Linked DNA regions of Zea mays: all the other regions are linked to region 2. A link is a contact called in public Hi-C data. All regions are on one chromosome and are shown on one strand. The core of a region is the stretch at or near the end of the contact, and the rest is flanking DNA. Distances in the headings are between cores, read along the strand shown.

Region 1 (3,914 bases), core at 524-3,023, 590 kb after region 2:
ATGACACTGTGCTGGAGCTTGTATCCATACAAGATCAATTCACAGCCAAATTTCCTCTAGATCTGTCTGATGTTCGACCTGGAATAACAAAGCAAATGTCAGGAAATCCACAGAGTACTGTTGTTGCAGAGTGCACTGACAATCACGTTGAGGACAGGACCCTATTGGTCGTTGATCTGAGTAGCTTCCTCGAGAACACCCAGATTGCCTTGCCTTCTCTGAATGGGTAATTTCTGGTTCTGTGTCATCAAAACTGTAACCATGAAATTCTTGATCTAGTGAAACCACTGTTTGAACACTTGGAAGAAAAAAACATTTGCACAGCGGCATCAGCATAAAAAATGGCAAATTTATTCGTTTTGATAGTTCTAATAACATGTAACAGAGGTGTGGTTCATACTGCCATTGTTATGGATGCTATCTTGATTAAGTTTTGACATTTGCTCTGCTCTCTGAATAACATGCTTCTGTTTCAATATCTGCAGGTGGCTTTTAGGTTATCCGGTAACATATTTGTTCCGCAATGCAAGTTCTGAGGCAGCGATACAGAACCTCTCAAGGCAGTCTCTGCATATCTACCGAGTATATGTGTGCGGAAGTTATCGGTCAGCTGGCGAACGAAGAGAAGAGGAACTGATGAGGTAAAGTGCATCGATTTGTAAGCAGCCCCAGTCGGCAGGTCCGCTCTTTCCTTTGGGAGCGGGATTTTACATGGAATCTTGTAAACTAGCTGTAGTATGGTTGCCAGTTTTTCAGTTCCATGTGGCGCGAGCACGAAGCGTGATGAAGAAGTATGGGCTAGATCGTTCATAGCTCGCATGAATGAGAAGCTCAGGCGATGCAGCCAAGTCTGGGCATCCATAAGGCTAGAAGTCGAGGTTTTCCAGAGCCAGTCGCAGGTCATTGTGTTGTAGTTGAGATCAGTATGGCTGTTATTACGGGCTGATGGCATAAACTCCTTATACAAAGCGACGTGTCTCAGAAGTATCACTGCCCTGGGCCAAATAAACGAGTTGGATACAAGTCATGCATGCAGAGGCCGGAGGTCATATCCATTATATATTTTATATATTTATCTAAAAAAGCCATTATATTATGCTCGAATTATTGAGCAGTTTATGTCACTATAAATTCAAATTCGTTTTAGTCGTTTCTGTTGACTTTGTATAACCTAATCCTTGACGCCGACATGTCTTTTATATTTACATCAAAATCACAAAGGATGAATGCTCGAGTTACAATTTGAAGTTGTTGTTGTTTTGTTCCACGTGCTCTTGGACTCAAGGGTCTGTTTGGTTCAGGTGTTTGTTTCCAAAAATCTGATTTCGCTGAGTTGTGACTGTTAGAAAGATGTCGTGAGCTGATGATTATGAAAAAAATAAAATATGTTTGGATGAAATAATTGTCAACTATAGATTCTATAAAAATATGATAGCTTAGTAATATAGATGACCGTATATGAAAAATCAAGGTAGGTGATTCTAAGGTGTGGTTTATAAAGACTAATTTTTAGTCACTCCATTTTATTACCTAAATTATTAGATTTCGTATTTAATAATTTAAGGATTAAAAATTAGTTCATAGAAATCAAAGACCCACTAAATTAAACTAGTTGTTCGAACCTTATTGAGAAAGCTGAACTAAATTCATCCTCAGTCTTGTCGGCCTAAATCGAATTCACCCAGTCTTTTCGGTCTAAATCGATCTGGCACATTGTTAGTACTCCTGCTACGTACTATGTTTCTAGTAGCCCACAAGATCTAGCCCAGTCCAAACCTTTCGATCCGTGGTGTGTTGGATCTGAACCCAAGCTCCGAGTCGCTTTCGGGGTGGGCATTCTCCTCTTCGTCTTCGGTTGCAAGAAAGAAAAAGGTCACCCCTCTAACACCACGCCGCCGCCGTTTGCTGCTCGGCGCCTCTCCTCACAACCCGTACGCCAACGTCTCCAATCTCGTATACTTTCGTGCTCAGCATCATGGACGGCTTCCCCAAGAGCGTCGGCGGTGGCGGCCCTAACATTCCGGCGGGATCCCACCCCGCAGGCGGGAGCCAGGCGGCGGCAGGAGGAGGCGCGACGCAGCGGACGCAGTAAGTCTGTCCGCCTATGTTCGGTTCTTGCGTTCGTGGTTCAGATCGCGACTTCGCGTTACTTTGCCTACCCCCCCTCCTCGTCCTCCTCCTTCGGGTGAAGATTTCGGTGCTTCCGGTCGCGGTTCAGATCCCTACTTTGCGTTACTTCGCTCCGCTTCTTTTGGGCGAAGATTTGAGCAAATTTTGCGGTGGACTATTAGTCGAATATTGAGAAAATTGATATTTTAGGACCGATAATATTAGGTTTCGCATATTTATGACTTCAAACGTTGGCTTTGCAAAATTAGTACTTATATCATTGACATCTTGATTAATACGACATCATAGTTTATTTCTTGTTTTCTAATCCGTTTTCTAAAATGCTTGCCATCTAAGATGACTCATGTCCCTGTGTCAGCTGCTACGCTTAGAGAGTGCCAGGAAAAATATCAAAAAAAATAAACAAAAAATAGAGATCAACAGGACTTGAACCTTGACTGCCAAGTTCAAAAAATAGTACTTACACCACTATGCTAACTAACCTTATATGATCTTAGGGTGTGTCGTGGCCCATATGGACCACCCACTCCCCTGCTGTGTCATTAATTGTGTGAGTCTGATCCTTGTCCGCCACACCATATTCGTTTCTGCCCTCCGCCTTGAAGTGTACACTAGATGAGAGATCGGATCAGAACAGTGGCCTGCATGACCTGTTGTTTTGACTCGAAGCAAGACCAGAAGAAGGTAGCTGATCCACGGAAAAAAGAATGAACAGATTCGGCTTTAGGGGCTTCATATAGCTTCCAACTGATGAAGCAAATTCCATGTGGCAGCATCCAAACTCTGATGTCTTGCAACTGATCTGAATAGCTGAAGCCAAGACACACTAGCCTGTCACTCATCACATTTTTTGGTACCTGAAACTAGGTGCGCACAGATTAGCTTGGTTGTCGAGAAGCAAAAGCTGCTTAGCCTCAAGGTCTGTTGCCACCTTTTCACCAATGGGGAGAACCAATTCAATATTAGTCATTTGATCTTGTATAAACAGAAAAACCAACCAATGTATTGTAGACAAAATAAGAACGAACTCTAGTATTTATGGGATGTCAAATAACATGACAAAGGAGAGGCGGCTGGGATCGAGCAGCAATAGAAAGAAAGAACCTAGAGTTGCTAGGGATAGTTTGGTCATTTGTAATATCTTAGAGAGATAAAAAAGGATTTAATTAATTAAAAAAGCTTGAAATTTTCTATCTATCCTAAGAAAACAAGGATGGAATCGAATCTACGTCATTTATGCGGAAGCAAGGAATGTGACCCCGTTTCGTCGTAGCTGTATGGAAAGGAGTCCTAAATAATCAATTTTCTCGTCGAATATTAGGGTGTTTTAACGTGGAAGGTTAAATTTCATCTTCCATCGGTTTGCCCCCCAACCCACCCACACACCCACAAAAAAACATAGGCTTTTATTCATGGGTTTCTTTGATTGGTGCCAGAGCATCCCCAAGATAGGCTCTAAATGTTGCCCTATTTTAAATATAGGGCTCAGAATCACGGAACACCCTTCCAACAACGGTCCTATTGTATAAAAATTCATCAAATGATTATAGGGCTTGGTCTCTTAAATATAGTACCTTATATAATGGAGTCTTATCCTCGTTTTTCTCGTAATCTCCAACTATTTATTTCCTAATAACATGATTTATTTTCTAAATAGCATTAATTAAGGCATAACTCTTGGAGTAAAAATTTCTTTTGATGCCTTAAACAATCTAAATACCGTCCTATTTCAATTTTTAGGACTCTATTTTAGAGTTTATTGTTGGAGATGATCGTACAATTCC
Region 2 (3,937 bases), core at 627-3,126:
GGGCTGACGTAAAAATCCCGTCGTCCTCCTGCGGCAGAGATACTATGATGATTGTGTTGGCTGGCGTAGCAGCCAGTGCACTATACTACCACACCTGATCGGGGAATCATATTAATAAAGCAAAGTGAGCGCGTGCGTTATGGGCACTTTAATCGTGCCGAGTTGACCATTTGACTTCGTGTCACCGCCTGCGGGTCGTCTGCTGCATGATGATGCTCTCTCTGTTTCACTACGCGGTGACCAAAACTCTTTCGGTTCCTGGGCAGATCGACGTGCACCTGCGCCTGGATTCGAATGAATGTCGATAGAGACACGTGCAGAAAAACAAAAAGACCAGACGCAGAGACAAGCTAGTGCTCGATCGATCTGTGCCTTGGTGGTTAGCCTGTGACTGCGGAGAAAGGGTGCCCTTTTTGTTTTGATGCGTGATTGATCGATCGCAAAGCAGCTTTTAAGCTCAACCTGATCTACTTACTTACTACTACTAGCTACTACCACTACCACTGATGCAGTGCTGTGACACTGTATGCATGGGGGCTGCCAAAGCCAAAGCAGTGTGCACCACCATCGTTGCCTGCCGATCTCCTGCTGCACTTGCTCATGCATCCAGTGGGACTGGGACCAGACCACCACCAGAGTACCAAACGGACTTGGACTGGGTGCGGCCGTGCGGTCTACAGTTAGTCGTGCTGCGGGTAGTGGCAGTGGTAGCTCCCCATATGCGTGGGCCCTCCATATGCCGGGGCCAAAGCCCAAACATCGGCGTCAGAAATTTAACGTGTGGGGTTCTTTTGCTTTTGCTTGCTCACACCAGTGACGCTGAGAGCCATACGGGCCCGCCAGCCGTCTTCATCTCTCCTCCTCAAAAGACAAAAAGGGGGGGAAAACCACTTGCATGAGCGACTGGTTCCTCATGCATGTTATGTCACCACCAGACGGATATAATTCTATAAATAAATAAATAAACAAATAAATAAAATCCATCGCGACTACAAAATAACAATATTTTAGGTCACTCCGTCCAAACATTAGTGATATTGACAAGCATAGACAAATATGCTCCAACGTGCAGGTTCACATGATCGATATGTCACCTGTTAACTTTGCTATAAATATATGAGGCACCAAATTCATAGATTGGATCTATTTGCTTAGAATCATATCTTACAGATACAGTTAGCTCTTATATAGATTCTACCACATAATGCACGTATTGGATTAGCATCGGTCGACGATGCATCATCATCATAGGTGCCGTTTGGTTCACGAAAATGTAACATAAATGGTAATAATTTACACTCAAATACCGGCGGTAATAAATTTGAATAAGACAATATTCATTTATAATATGATATCGATTACGGTTAGACTTAAACAAACATGATTTAACGTTATAGGTTATCCATCACGTATTAATATGTGAACCAAACGACACCCTATTTCTTATAAGTTATTACGTCCGTTCTTTTTTATTTATTATGTTTTAGTTTAAATATAAACTTGCGGGAGATAAATATTTGAGAACAGTTAGTACTAAATACGGACCAGGAGACAAAAAAAATTGTCGAACGGGGTAGTTACTCCGTCCGTTTTTTTATTTGTCGCGTTTCAGGAGCATATACACGCTACGTGGTGTGACGCTTAACAGCACGGTATACGTGGAGGAAACGGTTACTATATGGCCGGGAAAAAGTTTTATCTTTCTTTAACGCAAGAAAGAAGGCAGCAAAGTCACACAATTATTCCCCCACGGGTGAAAAATAGAAAAATCAGGAGCCGGAGACCACCCGCGTGCTCTGCTCACACATCCTTCAGCAGTCGTCGTCCTCGTTGATAAGCAGGGGAGGTGGATCACTCGAACGAACCTAATAATAAGTGAGCTTCCAGGTCGGGGAGAGGGACCGCCGGTGGAAAAACTTTGGAGGCGCCCAACTTCCAAGATACCCACTAGCTCCCTCCCAGCCTCCCACCTTGCCCTTTCCACCCTTCGCTGATGCTAGAATGATGGGATTTTTGGAGCTCTAAGACAAGTACTACTGATCCTTGCGCTTCACTCGCCCTCTTGCTCCCTGCGTGTTCTTGATTTGGCCTCAAAATTTGTTGCTTGTTTTCTCGTGGTGAGGAACTATCTTACCTACTTGTTAGGGGATGAGACGTTTTTTTTAGTTCTCCTTGAAATTTATGTGCATGCTAATTTGTTTGATTCTTTTTGCAGTTTGAGGTGACATCTCGGTTCTAAAAATCTGCCAGATTTCTTCTCCCTGTTTGTATGGACAAATTTGGGAACGAACCCTAGTCTGTGTGTGAAGCAGCCAAAGTAGTGTTCTTGCGGAGCAAAGCAAAGCTAAAGCGGCAGCAGTTGGTGAGGATACAAGAGATACAGAAGGGCTTGTTAGATTCTGTAAAGACATTCTTATTAGCTGATATTTTTTTTCCATCAACTGGGGCCGGTTTTTCGGAAGTACGCCCATCTTGGATTAAAGCCTCTCAATTTCAGGATTCGGCACAAGCACAATACCATCAGGTGAACAAGAGCCATTTGGTCTTGGGCATGGAGAAGCAATCCAGCACCCGGCATGGTGCCCTAGAGAAATTGAAGAGCTTCCGGGGGATAGAGAAGCAGAGAAGCTTCAAGTTCTTGTCCATGGAGAAGCAGCAGAGCTTCAAAAGGAACAAGGACAGCCCGGGGAAGCGGGGTGACACCGCACTCCACCTTGCGGCGAGGGCTGGCAGTGTTGCACATGTCCAGAGGATCCTTGCGGAGTGTGATCCAGAGCTGCTGGTGGAGTTAGCTGCCCGCCAGAATCAGGACGGTGAGACTGCTTTGTATGTGTCTGCTGAGAAGGGCCATGTCGAAGTTGTGTGTGAGATTTTGAAGGCTTCTGATGTGCAGTCAGCTGGACTCAAGGCCAGTAACAGCTTCGACGCATTCCATATTGCGGCAAAGCAGGGCCATTTGGGTGAGTTTTCATTCCTCGTCATTAATTAGTTGAGGATTAGGTAGTGTGAATCGGAATTCTTTAATATACGGATTCATTTGTTTTGTACCGGCAGTTCTATGTGATCTTTTGTATTGGTCATTGTTCCTGCAGTTCGCATGTTTATAAAAATTGACTTTTATCTCATTGACTTATGCAAATCTCTATGATCATGAAGGATCTGTTCCCCACATTTTCCCCCTAGGAACATGTAGTGTGAAAACAGTAACACTGAGTCCCTGATTTCCTTTTGCTCAGATAGCTTATAAATTTACTTGGCTGATCTGGTCTAGATTAAAACCTACCATGTTTGTCTTTCTTGGTTTTACAGACAAATTCTTGATTTCTGAGAGTTGGCAATTTTCTACAATCTTACCATGTTGTTGCGTCTAAATCAAAGAACTGGCAATCCTATATCTAGTGACAAGATATGATGGTCCTTGTCTGCTCATCCAGGAACCTTCACCAGACCAATTAGGCTATGTAATTTCTGATATTTGAGTTAGTATGCAGTGTTGAAGAGCAAACTATTGCACAGTTGTTATTTAATCTTATTTTTCAAAGCGTGTATATTCTGTTCTTTCAGAAAAAAGAGATCATATTAGTTCAATTTTGGTCTTTGCAGATGTCTTGAAGGAGCTGTTACATGCCTTCCCCTCACTAGCAATGACAACAAATTCTGTAAATGCCACAGCTTTGGACACTGCTGCAACTCAGGGCCACATTGACATTGTTAATCTTCTGCTAGAAACAGATGCAAGCCTTGCTAGGATTGCAAAAAATAATGGAAAGACAGTTTTGCATTCAGCAGCAAGAATGGGTCATGTGGAGGTGGTAACTGCTCTATTAAATAAGGATCCAGGGCTTGGTTTCAGAACAGATAAGAAGGGACAAACAGCTCTACACATGGCTTCAAAAGGCCTGGCTTCAAAAGGCCAGAATGCAGAAATTCTGCTCGA
Region 3 (3,794 bases), core at 346-2,845, 720 kb before region 2:
TGGAAAAAGGCCGGTTGGTAGAGACAGAGCTAAAGCAGCGAGCAAGAAATCTAAATCGGTGTCAGGTGATACATCTTCTTCAGAGTATGCTAGTAGGATGCAGGACCTGTCCATTCAAAAAATAAATATCATGCAAGAAGAAAGCGTGCGCAAAGGTGAGCGATTCCAGCAGCTTGCTACAATTGATGAGAAAAGGTACCAGGAAATGCGTAATCACAACCAATCGGTATTAGATATTGAGCAAGAGAAAGTTAGAATCATGTGTGAGAAGCATTATCTCCACTATCATATTGTGCAGGATGATACAAGCCATCATTATCTCGCTAATCTGTTTAGGGTACCAACCATAAGCAGGCCCTCGTACAACAGCAAAACGAGCCCTCAACACTCCAAAAGCACGCTCAATGTCTTTACACGCACTTTCCTGACGTGTGCTGAAGTGTTGGGTCTTTGTCTCCATGGGATGACGAATGCTCTTGACAAAGGCAGGCCACGTGGGGTATATACCATCAGCTAGATAATAACCCATGTCGTATGTACGACCGTTCACCAGGAAATTCACAGGAGCTGATTGCCCCCTTAGATAAGAAGAGAAAACAGGAGATCTTTGAAGCACATTTATATCATTGTTACTGCCTGGCATCCCAAAGTAAGCATGCCATATCCATAGGTCATGCGATGCAACCGCTTCAAGAATCATAGATGGATGCTTCCCACGTCCGGTGAACATGCCCTTCCATGCACTTGGACAGTTCCGCCACTCCTAGTGCATACAGTCGATGCTACCTAGCATCCCCGGGAATCAGCGTTGCTCACCCTCCGCTAAGAGCCTTGCTACATCGGCGGCGTTTGGGGCCCTTAGGTAATACGGACCATAGACGTCTATGATAGCTCGACAGAAATGTCGTAATGCTTCTCTAGCAGTGGACTCACCTATACGAACATACTCGTCAATGGCATTAGCAGACAAGCCATATGCCAGGATGCGAAGAGCCGCGACACACTTTTGAAGAGCGGAAAGTCCCAACTTCCCACAACAATCATGTTTCCTAGTGAAGTAGTTGGGGTTCCGAGCTTGAACAGCGTCTACAATGCGTAACACCACATGCCTCCGCATGCGAAACCTGCACGTAAATGGAACATTACCTAATGAACTTGTACGAATAAATAATATTTGAACACATATAGGTCATTGGACATCAGAGGCGTACCTTTCTCGGAATTGCCTGTCATTAAACACAGGCTGATCAGCGAAATAATCAAGCCAAATTCTTTGATGACCATCAGCATCACCCAGGTTTCTTGGACGTATTTGGTTAGGTGGCGCATCCGACCGTCGCCGACGCTGAGAACTCTCGCATTGCACAAGGTGGTTGTATGTTGCAAGCTCAGCTTCATCGTCGTCTACTAAGTGATGCATGTCGTCGTCTTCCTCGTCCATCATCCAAAATCTTGTAAACGAACTTTGGTAGCCGGCCATGGGAAACTCTATGGATGCAGTGTGTTCTCAAGTGTGTTGTCGTAGCTTTGGCTTCAATTTGTAGTATCCCCGGCTCCTTTTATACAGACACTTGCATACAAACTTTGTCACCTGTTGCTGTTGCACCCGTGAGTAGAAGGACACTTGCTTTTGTAAAAATAAAAGTTGGCAGCCTTGGACCATACTGGCTTTTGCGAAAAGAAATTTTGTCTCAGCCTTTCACATGCGGCAACATGTGGTTGAACGTTTTCCAAAAAAAAATATGTGCAAGAACGTGCATGCGGCAAGAATTCCAGCACTTGGCGGCAGCATGTGGCAGCCGGAAGCAGCAGGTGGCAGTTGGGATGGGAAATGAAAGAGAAATTGAAAAGAAATAATATAATATGTGATAGTTGGTATAGAGTTGAGATATAGAGTAAACATGACTGCAGAGGATTGTGGTATAGAGTAGATAATCTTGCTGACGGGTATAGAATATTACTTTTAGAGTAGAAATTTAGAGTAGTATGAGTGCGGATAGCCTAAATATCCGAATGCAATAGCAATGCATCTAGTACCTGGATGTGTTTGGTTAGTTTGATGTTAAAGTAGGATAAGACGGGACAACACTGTTCCCTCGATTTTTAGGATCACGCCGCCATAAAAAATTACTCCGTGACTCTCATCAAACGTTGCCTTCTTCCATCCCTTCTTGTACATCCAACTACACACTCTTGCTCAATACGGGAGATTTCATTTGAAGCCCTGAAATCCCAACCATTTTTACCCTTTAAACTAGCGAAGAGATACAGACAGATTCCGACAGATAAAACACCTGTTACCATCCGAGTTTCTGGACACAGTACGCTGCAGGAGAGCTGAGCCACCGAGTTAACAGTAAAACTGAAGCTGAACTGAGCCTGTAGATAGATAGCCCGAGCTAACGGTAACTACACATGCACGGCAGCACCCCCCCCCCCCCCCCCCCCCCCCTAGAACAAGGGGATCTCCACTCCTAGCTAACCAGTAACCACATACACCAAAACTCCAGTGCCAGTAGTAGCCTCAGCTGCCGCTGCTCCCAGACTTCCCACCGCCCCACTGGCCTTGGGCGCCCAGATGCCCTTTCATTTTGAGGTCTCTCGCCACCTGCTGGAGATGCTGCGCCTGCAGCTGCTGCTGAGGCTGGGAGTGGAGCTGGAGCTGCTGCAGCTGGTGCGTCGCCAGCATGGATTGCATCGCTTGGCTCTGGCTGCTGTGGAACGTCTGCTGGTTGCCTCCTCCAAACGCGCGTGGCACGGCGCCAAAGTTCATCATCATGCCTCCACCACCATTGGCCGGCCCCTGCCCTGTTGCCACCTTCAGCCGCTGGACCTCAGCTTTCAGTGTGTCGTTCAAAGCTGCACCAACAACAGCAGCAAACACTAGTGAGCTTATGCTCTCATATATTTCGCATGCACACAGGCTCTGGTATCATGCATAGGAGAAGTAGTACCATGCCCAAAAAAAAACTGTTACTACAGTACACCTAATAACTAAAATGTCGGACAAATGTACAATCCATCATTCACAAGGGTCTAATGAATATTACCATCTTGTAAGTGGACTTGCTGTTCCATGGTCTGCAGGCGAATCTTCAGCTCACTGTTCTCGGTCGTTAGCCCAGTGGTGTCTCTCTGACATAGCAACACAAGTAGAATAACAGTTAGTAGCAAAAGCAAGGTAAGTGAGCAGAATAGCTGTTGTTCATTGCATGAGCATAGTCCAGCATCTAGCTGCGATCCACAAGTATTTTGTATATTAATTGGTAGTTCTAGAAGGAACGATGCTATGCTCCATAGTCCATACAAAAAGAGAGATTGCTAAAGTTACGACCTCATTTCACTAAGTTTTAAGATGTCAAAACTTTTGTAACAATACATCACACTTTTCTGTACACAGCATAGTTCTGGCCAATCATTAAGATAATATGACAACGGATAAAAAGATCGCTTATGTGACATACATAAGAAATTAGTATAACTAACAATAATTTTTCTGAACATTATATCCATATAGGGAACACCAAGCACCTCCTATTACTTGGGTAGCTATGTCAATGGTATAAAGACCTAAAAAGGGATAAATACTATGTCTCACTCATAACTAGGAAAGTGATACCCACGAAACCATCAAGCCATTCCAAAACTATCATGACATCATGGCCTACTTTGATCAATAGTTTCAAACCACATGGATTAAGGGATATGAGATATCGCAACTTAGAAAACGATCCTTGCAAGATATATCTCATCACATGTGGAATGTGGTGTTTTGTGAAATGCAAGGATATATC

Evidence for each region. A called contact is a pair of places that touch in the nucleus more often than the background predicts.
Region 1: a Hi-C map of tassel shows a contact between it and region 2, with 3 times the contacts expected there. The contact joins the promoter of LOC100283981 here to the promoter of LOC100381797 in region 2. A contact is called at or near these places in 5 of 25 Hi-C or Micro-C datasets (ear, endosperm, leaf and 1 more).
Region 3: a Hi-C map of endosperm shows a contact between it and region 2, with 4 times the contacts expected there. The contact joins the promoter of LOC103633043 here to the promoter of LOC100381797 in region 2. A contact is called at or near these places in 3 of 25 Hi-C or Micro-C datasets (bundle sheath, ear and endosperm).

The regions. Positions count from the first base shown.
Region 1 is chr7:145,336,079-145,339,992 of Zm-B73-REFERENCE-NAM-5.0, reverse strand. LOC100283981 (proteasome subunit beta type 4) reads left to right here and starts at 1,773. Exons shown (of 6, transcript NM_001156879.2): 1 at 1,773-2,088. The coding sequence starts at 1,976. It overlaps LOC100277031, which reads left to right. Exons shown (of 6, transcript NM_001407169.1): 4 at 1-226; 5 at 486-641; 6 at 749-1,245. The coding sequence ends at 914.
Region 2 is chr7:145,928,835-145,932,771 of Zm-B73-REFERENCE-NAM-5.0, reverse strand. LOC100381797 reads left to right here and starts at 1,876. Exons shown (of 5, transcript NM_001361315.1): 1 at 1,876-2,117; 2 at 2,216-2,362; 3 at 2,484-2,960; 4 at 3,604-3,937. The coding sequence starts at 2,552.
Region 3 is chr7:146,651,575-146,655,368 of Zm-B73-REFERENCE-NAM-5.0, reverse strand. It overlaps LOC103633043, which reads right to left and starts at 1,595. Exons shown (of 2, transcript XM_008654728.3): 1 at 1,212-1,595; 2 at 263-1,124. The coding sequence starts at 1,480. The coding sequence ends at 803. It overlaps LOC103633042 (transcription factor RF2a), which reads right to left. Exons shown (of 4, transcript XM_008654727.4): 3 at 3,051-3,135; 4 at 2,121-2,859. The coding sequence ends at 2,525.